3 separate regions of the Hordeum vulgare genome follow, and all the other regions are linked to region 3. A link is a contact called in public Hi-C data. All regions are on one chromosome and are shown on one strand. The core of a region is the stretch at or near the end of the contact, and the rest is flanking DNA. Distances in the headings are between cores, read along the strand shown.

Evidence for each region. Hi-C and Micro-C count contacts between places; a contact is called where the count stands out from the background.
Region 1: a contact with region 3 is called in a Hi-C map of seedling, with 2.5 times the contacts expected there. The contact joins the promoter of LOC123402079 here to the promoter of LOC123406388 in region 3. A contact is called at or near these places in 1 of 6 Hi-C or Micro-C datasets (seedling) and 1 of 1 datasets of contacts at active chromatin or transcription factors (embryo).
Region 2: a contact with region 3 is called in a Hi-C map of leaf, with 2.9 times the contacts expected there. The contact joins the promoter of LOC123404636 here to the promoter of LOC123406388 in region 3. A contact is called at or near these places in 4 of 6 Hi-C or Micro-C datasets (leaf and seedling).

The regions. Positions count from the first base shown.
Region 1 is chr6H:491,294,541-491,298,222 of MorexV3_pseudomolecules_assembly, forward strand. It overlaps LOC123402079, which reads right to left and starts at 1,638. Exons shown (of 2, transcript XM_045095946.1): 1 at 565-1,638. The coding sequence starts at 1,263.
Region 2 is chr6H:491,016,599-491,020,256 of MorexV3_pseudomolecules_assembly, forward strand. It overlaps LOC123404636 (zinc finger protein CONSTANS-LIKE 16-like), which reads right to left and starts at 2,323. Exons shown (of 2, transcript XM_045098575.1): 1 at 862-2,323; 2 at 124-780. The coding sequence starts at 2,124. The coding sequence ends at 547.
Region 3 is chr6H:491,145,648-491,149,141 of MorexV3_pseudomolecules_assembly, forward strand. LOC123406388 (mRNA cap guanine-N7 methyltransferase 1-like) reads left to right here and starts at 1,745. Exons shown (of 14, transcript XM_045099893.1): 1 at 1,745-2,027; 2 at 2,407-2,507; 3 at 2,606-2,751; 4 at 2,875-2,943; 5 at 3,042-3,113. The coding sequence starts at 2,435.

The DNA of each region.
Region 1 (3,682 bases), core at 388-2,887, 150 kb after region 3:
GTTACTAACCCTATCTATTTGTTAAAAGACAGATGCTCATGGTGTGGAAGAGGAAACCCGCACGAAAGCGCTTCGTGTAGGTTGCTGTTTCCCGCAATGAGCGGAGAAGGGTTTCCCAGGTGTAGTGCGCCACTGAGACAGGCTACATGTTCTCTGCAGATACTACTAGCAGCAGAAGAAAAACTCTTGTTGCCGCTGTACTGTACGCGGCATCTGATCTGACATCCTGCAGTTTCGCTAACCTTGTCCACGCTACACCGGTGCTAGTAGTGGGTGCTTTTGTGCCACGGTAACCACCGATCCAACAAAACCCAAGAATTCTACTGTACTGTACCACGCATTTGCTGGCCAAGATTTCTGCTTTTTCACATACAATATCTGTCAAGGTGAGGATAGCTCGCAAATTCTACTACAGCAAGTAAAAAATGTAATGTAGATCTTGTTCAGAGTTAATATAATTCTTGTTGCACGAAGTGCGCATAAGGGGACACGCAGTGATGCAATGCACGTGGAGAATGGATGGGGCTAATTGATTGAAATCTTGAAGATAGTAATGGTGGTTACCTCCTCCTTGGTGCGGGGCAGCGTGGGCCACCTCTGCGGCGTCTTGGGCGGCGCGCCGGGGGCCGACTTGGGGTTGGGGAGCATGAAGCCGGAGCCCCAGTCGGGCGTGGCGGCGAACCGCGGGCTGCGCAGGATGCCGGGCGGCCTCTCGGGCGTCACCTTGGCGCTGCAGGCGCCGCCGTCGCCCACGGCCGCGCAGAGCTCCATGATCTTGGCCGCCGCCTCGGCCGCGTCCCGGCTCTCCCCCATCAGCTTCTCCACCTGCGCCTTGGGGAGGCGCATCCTGAGCCGCACGGGGGTGCCGCCGGGGAGCGGGGAGGCGGGGGCGGACGCGGAGGCGACGCCCTGGAAGGAGGAGAGGTCGGAGGTGGAGCGGCGGGCGAGCATGAGCGACTCGAGCCGCTCGCGCGCGCCGACGCGGAGGTTGCCCGACCACGCCCGGCGCGGCGGCCCCGCGGCCGGGCGGCGCGGGAGCGCCACGAGGAAGTAGAGCCGTCCCCGGCGCAGCGGCGCGTCGGGCGCCAGCGGCCGCGCCCGCGCGCCCAGCAGCTTGACCTCCTCCGCCTCCAGCAGCTGGAAGCCCGGGTGGTCGCGCAGCACGTCGGACGCCGCCGCCGCCGGCGTCTTCACCCGGAAGGACGTCCCGTCCAGCTGCATCACCTTGGCCCCCTTCCTCTTCGCCCCAATGCTGTTCCCCATCCCCTCGGTGGCCTCGGGCTTGGTGGTGGTGGTGCGCGCCGGCCGGCGTGCGTTCGGTCTTGGTTCTTGAGGGAGGCGTCGTATGTCTGGGCCTGTGCGTGGTGATCTTTTGTTTGTTGGTTTGTTTTATAAAAGGAAGGGAAACTGGGGGAGTGGTGGCGAAAGGTGGAGGGGTCAAAGGTGACGGGGGGCGTATTTTATGGGGATGCCGAGGTGGTACGCTTGTCTCTCTTGCGTTGCGTTTCCCGCCTTTGGATGCAGATTGCCGGGGCGTGGTTGAGGCAGCGTCCGTCCGTCTGCGTGTGAATGATTATCATCAGGCACTCGCAGCAGCACGGAGACAGACTCAACCGGTTCACAGCTCGAAATCATGGCCACCGGGAATACACACGGTTATCTTATCAAGGTAGAGCGGTGGTGGTAGCAGAAGGGAGGGAGGGAGGGAGTGTGCACGCATGTGAAAGCGTTGGGACGAACGGGATCTGCGCAGGGGAATATCGGGGCTGGTTTCCATTGTGTGTGGTTACTCACGACACGATCGTGGGTTGTGACAGGATGTGCGTGTAGTAACGTGTTGGCTTTAGCTCTTTCGCCAACGCTGCCCAACCGTGAACTGTAAAGCGAGCGGCTAAGTGTGATTCAAGTTAGTACGGTAGTCACCCCACCCGACTTCCTTTCCATATCCATGATCGCGTTAATGTGAACAATCGATCCATCGGGCGCCACCGATCCGCTCCGGTTCTGGAATTAGAATTACTAGTACAAATCTGGTTGGTCGTTAGCTCTCGGAACAAGCAAGATGTAGTAACTGTAGGTGTGTGTAGGTCAAGCCATAGATATAGATCTCTTAAAGACACGATAAGATGTCAACTGAATCCTGCGTCGGGGGCTGCATCTCACCGCTTCTCAAGGGACGACTCCTGTGCGGTGTCGGTAGGCCGATCAAGACGGCTTCCACTGTCAAATCGATACCCTCTTTTTGTCTGTTCCGAACCCATCAACCTTTTTTTGTGCTACTACTAATCTACGCACGGCACTGCTCTATATGCCGGAACCTCCCTGCATATGGTGATCCGCCATTGTACGTAGCGCCATTTATGGTTGCCTGCTCTCTTCTCGCAATGTACTACAGGCGTACGTACAGCTAGCCCCTTCAAAATGCATACACTATTTTGGTTACTTTCATCGCCTGGTACGGCGGCCTGCGCTGCGTACGTAATCGGGCATACAATCTTCGGTTTCCTGTCGCTGCCATGACCATCGCATGGCGCATCGCGTCCGTCGTCGCAAGCTGACAAACCGGGCGATCATATATCTTTGGGTCGCCTGTGACCGCACCACGAAAGCGAATCATCAACGGCACGTAGCAGCGTCACCTCCTCTATCTGCGAGCGCGCTGCTGCTTAAACCGTATATATGTGAGTTAGTGAACACATACATCACAGCAGATGCACGTACGGCCACAGGCTATCTCAACGGATGCCATGGCAAGTCAAATGTTCATAAGGGACTACACAGTCTCAATCAAGCCGTGAACAGAAAATCGCATCGGTCCATGCATGTCATCGTCAGTTCGTCGTTGTCCATACCCGCGTCACTGTTCTGAAAAAGAGTCAGGATTACGATGTGGCTTTTCAAACCGGGATCACCTTTGTTGCTGTCATGTCCAGATGGATATACTTGCGACCTCTAACGAATTGGATTGGAACAGAAGAGATGATGACGATGCGAGATTTAGAGAAATTCGAACGCGTCGACTCAAACGGATTTATCCGTTTTTTTTCATTTGGATTAGCCGTCCACTCGCGCCCGTCCTGTTTAAGATTTGGGTCGGCAGTGCGCTAGGGATCAATTTAATGTTCACGCACACATTTGAAAAGTAGATCAAGCGAGCGATCTTGTCATCATCCAAAGTTAATACCGGCACCATTGCCACCGACCGGCATACAATGTCAGCTTCAAAAAGCAACTCATACTAGCGCACTTGCCAGCGGCCGGCACACATGCCAGCAGACAAAAAAGGACGGGAGTTCGACCACGCCATCGTGGCCGTGGTCATGCCAGCACACTTGTGAGCATACAAAAAGTATGGCGCTCGACGTCATAGATCACTCGTTATCGAACTTGAGCATGTCGACCTGCATCTTCTCGAACCACGACCTTTTTATTGCCGACACGGTGTCGAGATCCATCTTCATGATCTCCATCCCCGTCATCATGCTAGCGAGAGCCACTTCTTTCGCCTTGGTCTTGGCATTGGCGGCCTTGATCTTTACCATCTTGGCTTGCTTCTCCACCTTCATCTCAAGCATCCTGGTTTCCTTCTCCGCCTCCATCTCAAGCATCCTAGTTTGCTTCTCCGCCTCCATCTCAAGCATCCTTTGAATCTTCATGAAGGCGTTCATTTCCTCTTCCTTGT
Region 2 (3,658 bases), core at 1,073-3,572, 130 kb before region 3:
ATGTTTGAGGTGCTTGTACACCTAACGAACTTTTATATTAGATTCAGATCTTTTTTGAAAAAAGGGAGAGTGTGTAGATATTATGTATAGCCGACCTGTTGATATACACGGTACATACAAGAGTTGCAAACCAACTGAGTATATGTTAATTTATTATTACAAACCATGTACAAATGTACAAGTGTACAAGGGCAAGTGTGCAACCATAACATGCAAGCAGAACCACCTATCCTTCTCTCGCGGTAGAAACGAGAGAAAAAGGTGGCAAAAACTTCTCACGGTGAGCTAACAACAAGCTCAGAAAACCTTTCTGTTCCCGGTCATTCTCCACTGCCCGGAATCACCAATGAAAGAAACGAAAAAGGACAAAACCATTCCTGACCAACGAAACAGACGCTAAAACAGCTTCGACGAATTCTGTGTGTGGGTGTGTGTGTAATTTCATGCCAGCCCGTGACTGACGAGCAGGCCGCAAATCCGTACCGCGCGCGCAGCAATCGACACGCACGGCGCAGCGGCGCCCTGGTCCTCCGACTGGCTAATGAGTCAGGTGACGGCGCACGGGGCGGCGCCGGTGCGCTTGACGAAGCGGCCCTTCATCCGGGGCCGCTTCTCCGCGTTCAGCTTCCGCACCTCGTAGCGTATCTTCTTGGCGAACAGCCGCGTCCGCCGCTTCTCCCGGTACCGCGACACCCGCGCCTCCCGCCACCCGTCCGTCCTCGGCCTCGCCGGCCACGCCGCCTCGCCCTGCCGTCCTCCTCCTCCGGCCGTCCACATGCCCTACACCATGCACCATGATTATTCCAATATAGTTATATGTATCCAGCATAGTTAAGTTAACTTGCAAAATCGTGCATGTACCGCGTGGTCGTTGAGCAACAAGTCGTCGAGCTGCTGGCCGGGCGGCCGCCGGCCGTCGGTCCACGGCGAGCTGGCCCAGCTCGCGATGACCGCCTCGTAGTTCAGCCTAAGATCCAGGCTCCTCTTCAGGAACTGCGCACCGTCAACGGCGTCTCCGTTGCTCGCCGACGACGTCTTGTGCTCGAAACTGTCGTCGTCATCCACCAATGTCGGCGGGCTGCCGCTGAACTCCCGCTTCAGGTCATGGCCAGCCGCCAGGACGCCGTTGCTTCTGGAGACAAGGCCGCCGTCGGCCTCCACCTTTACACGCCCGCCGTGTTCCGCGGGCGGCGATATGAGCCCTAGGGCCTCCATGTAGAACGAGTCCTCCAGCTCGTTGCCATCGTCCAGGCCTTGGCCGAGGAGCGCTTCCATGTCGGCCGCGAATTCCCTGAGATCGGCGTCCGTCGGGCCGAAACTGGCGAAACAATCGGGGAGCTCCTGCACGGGGGACGGCGTGTCCATGAGCTCCTTCGCGTCTTCCACGGCGCCTTCGACGTCCTCGCCGTGCCGTGAGGTCGCGGCCACCGCGTCATCGATCGGCGGGGGCGAGCAGAACTCGCCGAGGGCGGGGTCAAAGACCGGGACGCGGTAGAGCAGCTGCTCCTCCTCCGGCGCCCTCCGCTCGTCCGACGTGGAGGACTCCCCGGCGCCCACCTCGGGAACCACGAGGCGTCTCGACAGCAGCTGCCCGACGCTCTTAACCGTCGGCCGCCGAGTGCGCGCCTTCCGCTTGGGCCACGCCGGCGCGACGTCCAGGCACTTGGACGTCGTCGCCGGCGACCCCTTCACCGCCGTTGCCACGCCCTCGGCCGGCAGCGGGGACGTCACGCGCAGGCGGAGGCGCTCGTGCCGCCTGGCGAGCGGGTTCGCCGAGTGCACGGACGTTTCGCAGCCCTGGCACAGGAAGGCGTCGTCGGCCGCGCAGTACCACCGCGCGCGCCGCCGCATGCACCCGTCGCACGCGCGCGCCGCCTTGCCGCCCACGGCCCCGCCGGCCGCCTTGTGATTGTGATCCGAGCCACCCATCTCCGCCGCCTCCACCAAGACGTGCAGACCAGACCACCTCCAGCGCAAACAATAAGGTTTCTTCTGGTACCGTATAATAATAATAATAATCACGGCGATCCCACCTACGTCTACGCGAAGAAGATTGCGAGATAGTAGAAATGACAAAAAAGTATCACTGGATTTGGAAGGCAATTCGATTTGAGCGGCAGGCATGCATGGCCCAGCCCCTGCCCTTTCCCTTTTCTCCGAATGAGCTTTGCGCTTTAGGCTCGCGGGGGCGGGACCCGCCTGCTGGCCTTATCTGTAACCTGATTGGTTTACTGCTAATGCCCCATCCGATTCCATGATATGCGATTGGCTGCGCCCGGATTTTGGGCGGGGGCCACCTAGCTGGACATCGACACGTCGGATGCGAGAGCTCCTGGAGCCTGGCTCAAAAGCCCTATCCTGTATGTATCCACATCATCAGTCATCACGTAGAAATGAAGAAACGAAACACTTGACTAGTAAACTCATGTCCATGTAAAAAGGAACTACTATAATGCTGGTTGTGCCATTTAAATTCCGTACAGAAATAGTTTGGGGCGTACGTACGGTTGAAGGCAGTGGTGCTTTCCCGATGACAAACTCCAGCCATTCCATTGTAAACTCAGAGCCAAACCTGTGGTGGCAAACGGTACCATGCATCCTGCAAAAATACAGCTTGCTCAACGCCAGATTCGGTGTCGCTTACAGGAAAAGGTTGAGTTGTTACCACCAAAGAAGAAATAATGCAGGCTTTGGAGGCTAATGCAAGAGTCAGAGAGGCCAGCATGGGTTCAGAAAAGACCACGTCGAGAACCTGCGTTACAAGCCAAATGCCATATCCGAAACCTGTCCTGTTCGGATAATGTTCTAATCCTACTTCCTTACTAATACAGTATGTGTTTATGCTTCGACCTGCGTCCAGTTTAAAAAAAAATAGACACTCGTCAAGTTTGATTAACCTTCACCTGTGTTATTTGTCTGCATTTTGGCGGAGCTGCATACAGAAGCAAATTCAGATATGTTTGGCAGACGTTCCATTCCATCAGCCCGACAGACACTGCAGTCCAGTGCCCAAATGAGAACAAACGAGTCGTTTTTTCTCCTAGAAGGGTCCTCCCTGGCTCCAATAACATACCATTGTCCATATGCAAATGCCATATGTACATGTGCATGATATTTGGGACGCCCGTCCTCACAAAACGCGATGGCAAGCAGTCGTCGGCGAGATACCACGCGAGATTTGGCATACCAAACGAGCACGAGGGCTGGTTATTCGGGGCGTCCACGTCGAGCCCTCCCAAGTGGGAGGAGTGCCCATGCCCGTCGTCCTCGATTCCCCGCGGTCCAGCCTTCCGGGGGGGAAAGAGCTCGTCGCCGCGCTCCGGCAGGGCTCCGGACCCCGGATCTTGCCCACATGTGTCCGGTACACGTCGCCGTCCAGAATTTTACCCGTTGCCTGGCCTTCTCTTCTCGGTTACCACCACCACGGCGCTGTTGTGTGGTACAGTGCTGCCAGTCTATTCGCATCTACGCGACACGGCCGGCTGTGTTTATCCAGTCGAGCCGCGTCCCTGTCGATTTGTCCAGCGGCGTACTTCTTGTAGACGTGCAGTTGACACGGAGGCTGGTTTGTACTGTATGGTCTCACACCTTTTCATTTTCGCCGGAGGAATGGTCTCGCGCTCTCTCGAAGATTACTTTGTTCTTTCGCTTTCACGAC
Region 3 (3,494 bases), core at 495-2,994:
CACACTGAATTTTGACGTTTTTGGTTTTTAACCTTGTGAGCTGCTGGAACTAGAAGCACCCAAATTTTAGAGGAAATAAAAAAGGTCGTATTTGATATGCATCGTGAAAAGGTGCCCGGACATGATAGTTTCACGTGTCTTTTTTCAGGAAATGTTGGGAATTCATCATGGGTGTTGTAACGCTCCATTATTGTGATTCTACCAATAAAGAAAATAATCAGGTTGGTCAAGGTGAGGGGAATTTGCCCCCTCGAGTATTAAATTACATCTGATACTATCTAATTAGATGCATGCTCACTAGAATGCCTCATTTTTCTTGTAATTTGCAAATTTAGCATTCTACCGACAAGACTTGCAGTTATCTCTGTTTAAATTAAGATTAGGAGAGTTGGCTAATCTCTTGTGCATACATACAGTGTATATTTCTCAACATGGAGAGTAACAAATTGTTCTATCTCTTTGATGTTGGTATATAACATAATTTTTGTCTTTTGTCTATTTATTGCCTGTAATGTTTTGTTACGGGATTGTAAATTTAATATACATCGAGATCAATCTTTGATAGTATTCCGGTTCCAGTGGGAGTGAACGACCTTTTCAATAACATACTAATTTACAATATTAAGGTACAACCACTAGCTAGCCGTTGATTCCATAAACAAGTGCTATTCAAAGAAACACTGTTTCTGCTTTATTGCTCACTTTGAATTGCACTATAAACTAGACTTGGATGACACTGGTGGGGTGTCGTGTTAAAATAGAGGACATAGATCTTGAGCGTGTATGCTATTTTCGTGGTTACTGACGACCAATTAATTCAAAATTTAAACATTTCTTACAACACTTGAACATTTCCATCATTCAGTGTACATCTATGACTAGAAACATAAGATGCCTTAGTCCGCAGCCCCAGGCAACATGAACCTCTACAGAAAATAATCTACTACCCCTATAAAAACAAGAGATGGGCAGGTCGAAATAATCAGACGCGTTCATAAAACAAATAATTTCCATTGCAATACATCGACTCCTTTCATTAGATTACATTTTTTAAAGCACGAAAAAATATGACATTTTTTAAGACCACTTGTATATTAAGATAAGACATGTTTTATTAAGCATGACAATGTACTAAGAACAAAGTTTTGGGTTTAGGATAAAATTGTTCTAGATTTTTAGAAGATTGTTATAAATCCACAAGAAAAAATTCCTAACTTTAGGAAATTAATTATCCATGTTTTTGGTTCTTGGTTAATAAGCTTGCCACGATAGTTTTTTATTTTTAAAACAAGCTGGTTACAACAGTTGATCCAATAAATTTTCGATCCTTGTGTATCTCAGAGTACATACACCTCGCAGTAACACCGAACAATAAGTACACCACCATGAGTGAAGGTGAAGGTGAGAATAAAACTAACAAAGCCACAAACCAAACAATGCAAACATTTGTTAGCCATTTTGCAAAGATGGTAAGGTGAAAGCATAATTCTTCATGTTGAGATTAGTTGATGTGGGTCATAAATCAAATAATTAGTCATGTAACAGACGATGGTTAAAGGGTGTGATGATTTTTTTCCCGGTGCAACGCACGGGCATTTTTACTGGTCTATAAAACAGAGGAAGATACTGTCTTTCCCATCCGACGGTCTCCGTGATGGATATGGTGTCTCGTTTGATTTGAGATGAGCATCGAAGATGCCCTAATCTTGTAGGGAATAAAAACAAATCTCGCTAAACGGAACCCGTCCCCTCACCTCGACGGCTCGACCTAACCATCATCGGCTCGCCACGCTCCGACACGCGCCCAGCCGCCACGCCCTGCCCTGCCCCTCGACGCAGCCGCCACACTCCCCCGCCCTCTCGTCTGTCCCTCGAGAATCTGTGGCTGGCGCGAGCGGGCAAGCGGCACACCACCGCGGCGGCGGTAGTAGGCTAGTGGGGAAGCGGGGGCGGCGGATCCGGGAAGAGCAGCGGCGGCGGATCGGGAAGAGAAGCATCAGCCATCAGCAAGACCCCCTCCCTGCAAGGTATATATGCGCATAACCAATGACCCAATAAGCTGCCAGAATTTTTGACGAGTCTGTGATATTCAATCATATTTATTGGCTGGATATGTTGCTATAAGCCCCTGCGCGAATTGATGTTGAAGATTTTTGTGGCATGTGTGTGGTATTCAAGTCATATTTTTGCAATCCATGTTGGTATATGCTGCTGCTGTCTGAAATTGTGTTGATGGATTTTGTTGCAAGTGTATGACATTCAAATCATGAGTACAACACTGATAGCTAGTCTTCATGAATACAACAGTGATATATTTAAACATGAATGAATACAACAATTTGTCTTGTTCAAATTTGTATGCAACATTCGTAGCTGGCTTTTTAATTATAAACCACCACACAGAAGGAAGGCTAAGGCTGCAATCGCCGGCGTGATGAACAAGCGACCCCGCGAGGACGAGCCTTCCTCCTCCCTTGCTTCCGCCCAAAAGCGCCAGTTCGGTGCAGGTATCTATTCCGTCTCTTCGTCACTAGACCCATTCCAGTTGCTGCTGACCCCCAATACCTTGCGACGGCTAGCTTACTAGGGTTTGATCTTTGTGTAGGTGGCGGCTATGGGGAGCAAGAAGGGTACTCGGAGGAGCGGAACAGTGCAAGGCGGGTGGCGGACCACTACAGTGCCCGGTCGAATCAGACGCTCGAGGAGCGCGAGAACAGCCCCATCATCTACCTCAAGAAGCTCAATAACTGGGTAACCACTTGCTGTGCTACCCATCCATTCATCCCCTAAAACCCATTGAGAAAATGTCATCTCTAAGATGTTGGGTAAAACCAGTAAGAAGCAATGCTAATCCTCCAGTCTCACCTTTGACAGATAAAGAGCGTCCTGGTTCAGCTGTATGCGCGTCCAGGAGATTGCGTTCTAGATCTTGCTTGTGGCAAGGTAAACATAGCTTTGCAAGTGTTAATTAAGATAAGAAGGATTTTTGCAGTTCCAAGGCAGTCCTGATATATATTGATTCTTCGCGAGTGTTAATGCAGGGAGGTGATTTGATAAAGTGGGATAAGGCCAAGGTTGGCTATTATGTTGGGGTTGATATCGCTGAAGGCTCGGTTAGTTTCCCATCACAGGATAAACCTATATTATATGCATATATAAATATATATATAAGTTAATGTAATGTATTCTGTTGTTCGTGAGTTAGGTTTTTCCATCTCTGTAATGCTTTGGCATTTATGCCTACCAGTTGCTTTTCTGTATAGGGCAGATTTGTACATTGCCACTGTTTGGCAGATATTATTTTGTAACCTGTACTGTAATCATTTGAGCATATAAACTTATCTCAAGGTAGTGGTAAGCTATATATTCAATCTTTATTTCACTTGTTTCTTATCGGTGTCCTTGGTAAAACCTTCAGACTTATCAGCGGTCCTGGACCATATAAACTTGTGTATTCGCTTCTGATTTCCTCCCTACCTCTTGTTGGCCTCAAC